2 separate regions of the Gasterosteus aculeatus genome follow, and region 2 is linked to region 1. Evidence: chromatin contacts called from public Hi-C data. All regions are on one chromosome and are shown on one strand. The core of a region is the stretch at or near the end of the contact, and the rest is flanking DNA. Distances in the headings are between cores, read along the strand shown.

Region 1 (4,491 bases), core at 1,622-4,121:
TCAAATGACGCTAGAATGAGGCACTGAGTCGTCCTTTTGTTAACATTTCATCAACTCGGCACGTCGGGTGACGGATAAAGTTAATTCAAAACTATTGGAGCTTGTTCAGGGGTCAAGAACAGACCCCTTCTTTTAAATGTTGTACAAAAGTACATCCTCACGGAGCATGTACTGAAACAACATGTAGGTTTTCCCTGCGGTGGCACAGACCGATGAGTCAGAGCCGCTTCTGCACCAGACTGCTGGCGACTTCCTTCTCTTCCCCAAAACGTCTCAGAGGCCTAAAGCGCTCGTCCTGCGCCACCAGCCGGTTTCTTTACAGCGACCGAATGAGCCCGTCGAATCGACCGAAAAGTGACGTCCTGGACACTTAGAGCACTAATACAGCTGCCACACAACTGCTTCCTACGCAAGCATGCAGCGTGCGGTGATGTCCGCCTCTCCGTCCGCGTGTGTCACAACGCCACACCCGCCTATTAGTGCGCGTGAGCGTGACCATCTGGCTAACTCGCGAAGGCCGCTCTGCTCTGCGCACACGTGCTGGTTGAAGCATGATAGCGACATTCAATCGACTGTGTCATCACGGAAGGGTATGTAAACATTGTTAGCTCCACCAGCGCTGGTCGTCCGCGGGCGGTGTTAGCTTAGCGGTCGCCATGTTGAGAGCCATGTGGAAGCAATAGATATCTCTGGCGAGTTGCATATCGAGCACCTTTTTATGAAAATATGTGCAGGTAATGAAATTGTCCATAAGAGAAGAAAGGAGCAGGCATAGTTCATCAATCCCCCTCAGTGGGGAATTTAGTATTTTCCGTTTGCCTTTAAAAGCCGTGAGGTATGTTGGATATTCTAATTAGTCTATTAATCATAACATGGTGACAGAAATGCTCTTTTTTTTTTTGCTTCCCACCTCCTCTCCATCACAAGTGGAGCCGTGGATGCTCTGACTGCCGGCTTCTTTTGTACACGTTTAATGGCTTCAAATGCATTCTGCCTTTGCACTCAGCTGCATTGTAAACCTTGCTAGATAAGAGTTCCAGCTAAATGCTGTAAATGTAAATGTAATTATGCCAGAATAAAAGAATGATACGGTGGGTTAGCATCTCAGCGTGGCATTATAAAAAGCCTGTGAGACGAAATGCATTGAAGAGCAAGGAAGACATAATAGTACCGGGTGTCCTAAGTATACCCAGTACCTAACAGCAGTAAATATTCTTGTTTTATGCTTCCTTTGTGGTTTATTTTTCTCATTTCACACTCGACCAGTTGGCCAGTCAGGACCCCGAGTGCAATAAATAATGAAATAAGGAGACAGTCTTCCCCACTGCTTTGCCTGAGCCATTAGCATTAGCATATCTCAGCTTTAAGGTCTCAGTTCGCTCTCCCTCCTGATCGTCCCACACATTTATATAACCATAGTTAGTTGCTTCTCTGGATTAGCGGCCTCCCTCCCTCCCTGGCACAGCGGGGGACTCTCCAAATCAGGCGGTTTGTATGTTTTTCAGTAGCCGGAGTGCAGTCATCTAGGGAGAGATCTGCACTCCTCTGTAATCCAGCAGCTGTGCGCAACCACCTGGTGGAATCAGGCTGTGGCAACTCGAGGAGGAAGTGAATGTCTGCACTGCGGGGCAGAATATGAGAGGAGGAGGGAGGCGCTGTCCTTTGAATACACGGCAGATATTGCGTGGTGATTGCAGCTGATCAGCATACAAGGCTGTCGTTGACTAGTCTGGCATTAGATTTCTGCCTTTTTCTTCCTCTGTTTTTTGCACGTTATTTGTGTCTGTGCAGCATCACGGAAAGAAAACGATTTCAGACGCCTCACTTCATTCTTTCGTTTGGAATTTGATTGGTTTAGAATTCCGGCATCATATTGGTGCTCAAACCCTGTTTCTTAGATTCCCGAGTCCAAGTTAAATGCTGATAATAATTCCAACTCCGTGATGCCCTCGCATGCAGGGCACAGCCGCTGTTTTGATTGCGACAGGCCGAGGACGAACAGAAAGCTCCTTGTTGTGATGAGGAGTCTGCAGCACTTTGACAGACTGCCAAGGAAGCCGCTCCCTCGGAACGCTAACTGCATATCGATGCTAGTTAATGGGCTAATTTACAGGCACAGGTGGTTTACAATGCGCACAGGCAACTTCTCCACTGCATCTCAAATATATTATCGGAAATGTACTCCAGGCTGCTGATATGCAAAGTACTGCTGTGCTTTATGAATGCTTCTTCTGCACCTGGCTGCATCGAATACGCCACAATCCGTTCAATATTTAGATCCACAGTCGGCGCTGAAGGGTTCTCTGCTCCCTTGAAATAAAAGGTTTTATTCAAGTGATCTTGAGCAGAACCCCAGAAATCAACCTTCTGTTAGGCGCCAAAGTGAAAGCTAAATATGTGTATTTATAACAGCAAATGCTAAGAGAAGCAGAAAAAAAAACATCCCCAGACACGTAAACATCAGCGTTTATTCCAGCTGAAGTGTAAACATTGACACTTGCAGCATTAATTTATGAATCCACACCTTTCACATCCAGTCTAACCGTTTTGAAGGGAAGAACAACAACACGACAATCAACAGTTATCCACTCCCTGGAGAATCAACTCGCCTTAAACTGGGGAAAGAAATCTGCTGCGTTAAACACCTGGATGGCATGAAGTGTGCACACAGAGAGGCAGAGAGGAGAGTGTCTCATGAAAATACCTGTCCCACTTTGGCGTTTTCACAAACAAAGGTCTCGTGGTGACCGGCGAGTTCAGGCGGGAACTCGTTGATGTCGAGCACGTTGACGGCGACGGCCACCCGGCTGGTCAGCACTGGACTATCTGGAGAAGGAGACACCACACAGCAGGGCTTCATTACACGTGCTCGCTGTGACGCCACAGCAGAGAACGTGGCCACGGAAGGTACTACTGTCCCACGGGTTTGGCCCGAGCCACACAGGTTCACCGGTGTTGCAGCAGGATGACCATGGGGATTAAAGAGGCCGAGTGACCTTGAGCGGGTGCTAACGCGCTAACTGCTGCACCACCGCAGCTCGCTGTGCAGCGGAACCTCCTGTGTCTGGAACATGCCGCCGCATGAATTGCACCCGGACGCCGATGTTTAAATAATAAAAAAAAAACACACGCTAGATGACTCCCGTGCGCTGACTACAAATAAAGCACGCTTCTCATAATGGGATGTGGCTCCAAAGAGAGAATATCGTCTGTGTCGTGGGTTTTAGCCACGAGGTGTGCAGCCCATATTAATTTGAGTTTGAAAGCCCCCCAGAGAGGGACCACTTGAATCCGGGGTTGTTTGTTACAATGTTTCCTCACCGCAGCGGCACAATGGGGAAATGTTCTTTTAGTGCGGAAGCCCAAGCAAGGTAAACTTTATGGATTTGATGTGGGAATAGGCTTTGCTCTGCAGTGGGGGGGCTTAGTTTGCTCCTGTCGGTGTGAGTACCAGTGCATGGGTGTGTAGAAGAATGCGTGAGGGGGGGGGGGGGGTCGTATCGAGGGGATTGAGACGCAGCCACAGCTCAGTTAGCAACCTGTGTCTGACCTTGACGGAAAAAGCAATCTTCCCACCGAGGTAAAAATGACACTTGGACGTGGGATTTGCTGCTTTGAACCGACTGAACTACGGACTGATGCTCTGCCAGCAAAAACATCTGATCTCTTCTGTCATCGACTTCCTGACTTCTATGGCATCAAAAAAGTTAGAACGACTTGAAATCTAGATCAATGATATCTGTGAGGAAAAGGGCATAAGAGTCTTTACGGGTTCCAGATTTAGGTTTATGGTTTCTTCCTCCTCATCTCAAGACCTCATCTCCATTACTATAAACTGGCTCTCATTGCAGCATCGGTGATGTGTCTCTCAGCCCACTAGATGGAGCAATGGCACAGCGGTTATGTGCAAATCTGGCTGGCGTCAGCATTTCGGCTCCATAAAAAATGCTCTATTCATTTTTATTAATGCAGATGGAGTGATGCTGCAGGGTGCGTGATTGGTTAGCCATGAAGCTGCCGGCTTTTTACTGCTTCATTGCTCGGTATAACTTTTTCTGAATGAGCTCATCTTAATAAAAAAAACAATCAACCGAGCACACATTAAACCACAAATCAATAAAATGGATAAAACGCGAAACAGAGATAGTACTTCTTATGTTCAACTGTCTGTTGAAAGTGCAACATTGGTTAGAATAACTAAGAAACATCTCAACACAAACTCCATCTTCAGTGTGAAACAACACTCACTCCGCTGTGAATAGACGGAGAGCGGGCCTCCTCCCAAGGTTATTATTGCATTTAATAGCTCTTCCCCTGTGTTTGACTCCTAAAAATTGCCACAGGGCTTAAATTAATTTAACCCGGGCTCCTTATTCGGCTTGTGCTCTGTGGCGGGAGAGCAGCAGAGAGCGCTCTTGCTTTGCTGCATGACTGCGGCGTAAACTCAGAGTCTTCCTTTAAGCGGAGTAAGTCTCCAACGCACGTGTCGTA
Region 2 (4,507 bases), core at 575-3,074, 120 kb after region 1:
AGCCTCACTTTCACCTCTTCCGTGTCTCCCACTCCACGCCGACCGTTAACGGACCCGGACGCCGGCGAACAAATGAACAGCGCCGGCACACGTATCGATTATCGATTCTAAGTCCCGCCCACCGTATCTGGGAATCTTGCTGTGGGGAAACTGGAGAGATGTCACCGAGCCACAGGGCTTTGGGTCGATCAATGGCAGCTCACTTAATAAATTGCAGATGCGCAGATGTGTATTTGTGTGATTCAGACAGCTGCCTCAATGCCGGTAGACGACGTCTCACTGCTTCGGGGTGGTTTTATACATTTAATCAAATCAGAGCGTATCTGTTCTGTGAGACGAGCAAGTGACAGACGTCCAAATCGCTTTCAAAGGGGATTAGAGAGAGAGAGAGAGACACCGTGTCCTACCGGGGTGACGTCATGTCCCCGTTCCATCTTCCCGCCAGCTGTGTCCTCCACGTTACCAGTGAGTGAGCAGCACACGTTATTATATACTTTGATACAACAAGACATGAACGTGCAGCTCCACGGCGACACACAGCGCCGTTTAATGGTGAAGTAGAGATGTTTCGCACATTGCCACTCATAGGATTGACTATTGTTGTTATATTTACTGGATGAAGACAGAACCACTAAAACAGGAAATGAGAGCTGTGTGATTTTCCAATGCCTAAAATCTAGCACACTGTCTACTTCCATAAAACGATCCATGCATCATTTTTTCTGCCCTGAACTACGCGGTCTGCGCATCATCTGACGACATCGTCCCTCATGACGGAGGAGGTGCGATTACTTTGATCAGTGCCTCTGGCTTTCCTTTAAAAAGGGTTTTTAACAATGTTCAGGGCACAAGGTGCCCATGTTTATTTCCATGTTACAAAGTCAAACATGTGGTCCTTAAACACCATCCGACCAACCATTGCCTCATTCAATCGGCTGAATGTTTCCGAATATCAAAGTTGCTGCTGGTGCTGGACAGATGGGGGGGTGTATGGCCTTTGAGTCTTAAAATAGAGCGCTTTAGATATGTTTAGAAGTGATGTATCAAGCCCAAGCTGCCTACATTTTATACAATATTAAAACATTGTGTGGGGATGTTTTCATCAAATAACGGAGACACTAACCTGGTATTTTTACATGATTAGTTGTCTTTAATCTGAGGTACACTATAAGCTATTTGGTTCATCTTTACACCAGATCCCACTCTAAAATATGTATAATTATGCAAACCCATATATAAAAAATAAGTCATTAGAAGATGCCACTTGAAAAATTGGTCACTTTTTGCATTGTATTTTTACAATATTTTGACAATAAAAGTCATTATGCAGCCGTATTGTGTCCTGGATGAGGTGACCTCATTGCAGTCTGCTTCCGTCATGAACCCTGAGCAACAATACTGTTCTTCCAGAATCTTGCATGGTCGTCTGTGCAGCCTCCTTTGAGGATCCAGCAGGTCCTGCAGACACTGGAGACCCCGAGGAACTTTTGTTCAGAGGCTTACCAGCTGAGCCCAACAAAAGGAACGTCAGTGCGTCGCCAAACAAAATCAAAGCTTTCAATGCTCTCTCTCTCTCTCAGCCCCCCCACTCCTCCCTCTTGTTGCCAAACCCCCCAGGATGAGCTTGTATTTCCACACCTGTGCAGCGATATCTCCAGATCAGGGCTCTCGCTGCGGTGCAAGCAGCGCTGAGAGCTTCTGCTGTGGGAAGTGGGCGAGCCAGTGAAAAGAGAAGAGGGCCTGTTGTATTATGGGGCTTTTCTCTGTGCAGCTACGGGCTTTTTATCTGGCCGTGCAACCTGGCCGGATGGCATCCTCTTGGCGCGCTGTCCTCGTGACCGGCCTCTTGGCTGCTGGCCCGGGGATATTTGGCTCGCTGTGCACAGCAGAATCACCCCATCCCCCTCATTCCCTGCTTTACTCAGCCTCTCTCTCTCTCTCTCTCTCTCTCTCTCACACTGGCCTCTCGCCTGAGGACAACCGCAGTGCTTTGTGTGGCCTGGCGGGTCTCCTTATACCGGCTCCGTGGCCATGGCTGGTGGGAAGACAGTGCCGTGATAGCTGCAGACAAGCACGCAATTATACAGCACAACCAGTCAGTCACTGCAAGGAGGCTCTCCGCCGCGCATGAGGCCCCATCAGCTGTGACTTACCAAGGCACCGGTGTAATTCAATTGTGGAAATGGCCTTGGGTGGTGCAGGATTGGGGGACGTGCACCGGCCTATTATCCACCTCCCTCGACTGTCTATCAAATTGATAGCTCCCTCGTAGTGGCATCTCATTGACATTGTGTTGAATGTCCTGTGTCTTGCCCTGCTTAATTGAACACAGAATTACCCCCATTTGGACACGCTGAGCAGAATGGAGCTTAACGAACGTTGGGAGCAGGAGATGAGATCGCAGCTGACCTCTGGAACACACTCGGTACACACAAGCTAGAGGCAGCAGTCACACAGACTATCTACGGGGGGGAAACACGGCCACAAAGCGCACGCAAAGAAACAAACGATGCTCCTTCCCATTTTACTCTGTTCCGTGCGGAGCCGCTTTACCTGTGCCGGGTCCGTTGGCCCTCATTGACGTTGGATGCTAAGCAGTGAGACGCGGGGCAGGTGGGATTGGTTTCTGAGCAGTCAGAGGTTAGATTAAATGTTGCGCGCTCACATTGTTTGACGGCGGCGTGCCTTCTGATTATTTTCATTGTAAGCGGGGTCAGAGCGAGGACAAGTGGGAGTCAGGGAATGTAATCGCCCGCGTATGCTTTCCGTGGCATCTCATCTGTGTAACGTGGGGTCGCAATGATCATGATCATAAACGCCGAATGGTGGAACTCATACGGCGCAGTTAATGAAACAAAACATGCACAACTGTCACAGTAATTCCAACAAATTAATGCGCCACCAGGGTTGTTTTGTTTTTGTCATTGTTTGGTAGGAGACGTATTCCCTGATTGGACGGTGAATTTATGAGTGAGGTCACTGCAGGTAATGGAGTTATAAATACTGTGATTTGTTTTATTCATTAGCATCATTTACTTGACACTGTCAAACAATTAAAGGAATACTTTGACTTGACTTGTGAATTTTTTACTTTGTTGCCAGATGAGAAGATCCCTGTCAAATGAATTAAATATAACCAGTAACCCGTTAGCTGAGAAAATGCAGCAACCATCTAAATGTCATCAGCTCCAAAATAAAATAAAAAAATACACCTACAGCTACACGTGTTCTTTTGAATACGGTCAAACAACATGTGCACCGGAGAGCGTTTCCCTGGGAACTGGAGGGGCTCTTCTTTCTTTTCCTGCGATGAATTGGTGCCGCTTCCAGGTACTTGTTCAAAGATCTCTGCTGCCCCCTGCTGGCGACCTCCTGAGGACGTCAGAGCAATCGAGCCCACGTGCACACGGCGTGTGTCTAACAGAGACTGGAATACCAGGTACGCTCGGTACACTACGAGGAGCACAATGTACCATTCAATCAACATATGCTCTGTTTAATAAAGCAGCATCTCCCGTGTGTCATGTTTGCACTTCTGTTTTCAGTCAACCTGAATATCACAAAGGACACAAACGTGTGTTATTTTATGATCCCGTGATGCTTTTTCTAGATGTTTTCATAACACAATGTGCGAGCACGATGCAGCGTCTCTGTGCTCTGGTTTCACGCATCCAGGAGATGGAGCCAAATACCAATGAATGAAGTCTACTGCTGCGGAGGCCCGATGTCCGTAGAGCGAGCTGAACACAACGTGTCGACGGCCACCAAGTCAAACCCCAGTGGAAGTGTGTGCATGTGTTCTGCTTTCCATCACGCAGTAGAGACGTAGAATGAGCTCTGCAGCTCCAATGACCATCCCAGGCCTGACCGACGGACTCGTGGGACGTGAAACCTGAAATGGTGTGAGTTGGCAGAAAAGGAAGTGGCCTTATGCATCGTCTCAGGTATACGGGTAAACCACAAGGATACTATTCACCGTGCCTGAACAGCAATTACATTTCCCCTCAGAAAACGATCCAGATGGGTTTGAAATATTCAACAATTTGTTTGGTCATTAAGATGCCCATTCAGACCTGCTTTTGCTTGTAATTATAACAAACTAGGCAGCGTGCCATGCCACTGATGCAGTTCCTTTGTGCTCGGAAGTCGTTTTCCTTCCCTGAGGGAAAAAAAAGCTGCCTTGTGTTTTCTTAATGTTCAGCCCACATCAGTAACTACTCGCCGGTAGAGCGCTGAAATCGCTTTAAAGCTGGAGCGTGGATCCCCAATAGCAACTGCTATACAAAATAAATAAATATATATATATATATATATATATATATATATATATATATATATATATATATACATTTTAGGTAATGGATGGGCTGAAAGTGCTACCACCACAAAGCACAAAGAAATTATTCATATTATCATTTTAAACATTTTATCAACTTTTTTTTCTTGAATATTTAAAGTTAAAGTTTCTGTTCTGCTTTTAATGAAGTGTATTTTGCAAGTGATACAT

What was found. A called contact is a pair of places that touch in the nucleus more often than the background predicts.
Region 2: a contact with region 1 is called in a Hi-C map of skeletal muscle, with 5 times the contacts expected there. The contact joins two enhancer-like sites. A contact is called at or near these places in 3 of 6 Hi-C or Micro-C datasets (skeletal muscle and whole body).

Annotation. Positions count from the first base shown.
Region 1 is chr21:19,530,715-19,535,205 of fGasAcu3.hap1.1, forward strand. LOC120811873 (cadherin-12) reads right to left here. Exons shown (of 12, transcript XM_040167583.2): 9 at 2,705-2,826. Among protein-coding and RNA genes, the nearest start is that of LOC144390445, 34 kb to the right of the region's middle. Within about 2 kb of position 2,872, at least 1 of the 9 cell types and tissues checked has open chromatin away from gene starts, as enhancers often do.
Region 2 is chr21:19,648,322-19,652,828 of fGasAcu3.hap1.1, forward strand. No RefSeq gene overlaps it. Among protein-coding and RNA genes, the nearest start is that of LOC120811840, 32 kb to the right of the region's middle. Within about 2 kb of position 1,825, at least 3 of the 9 cell types and tissues checked have open chromatin away from gene starts, as enhancers often do.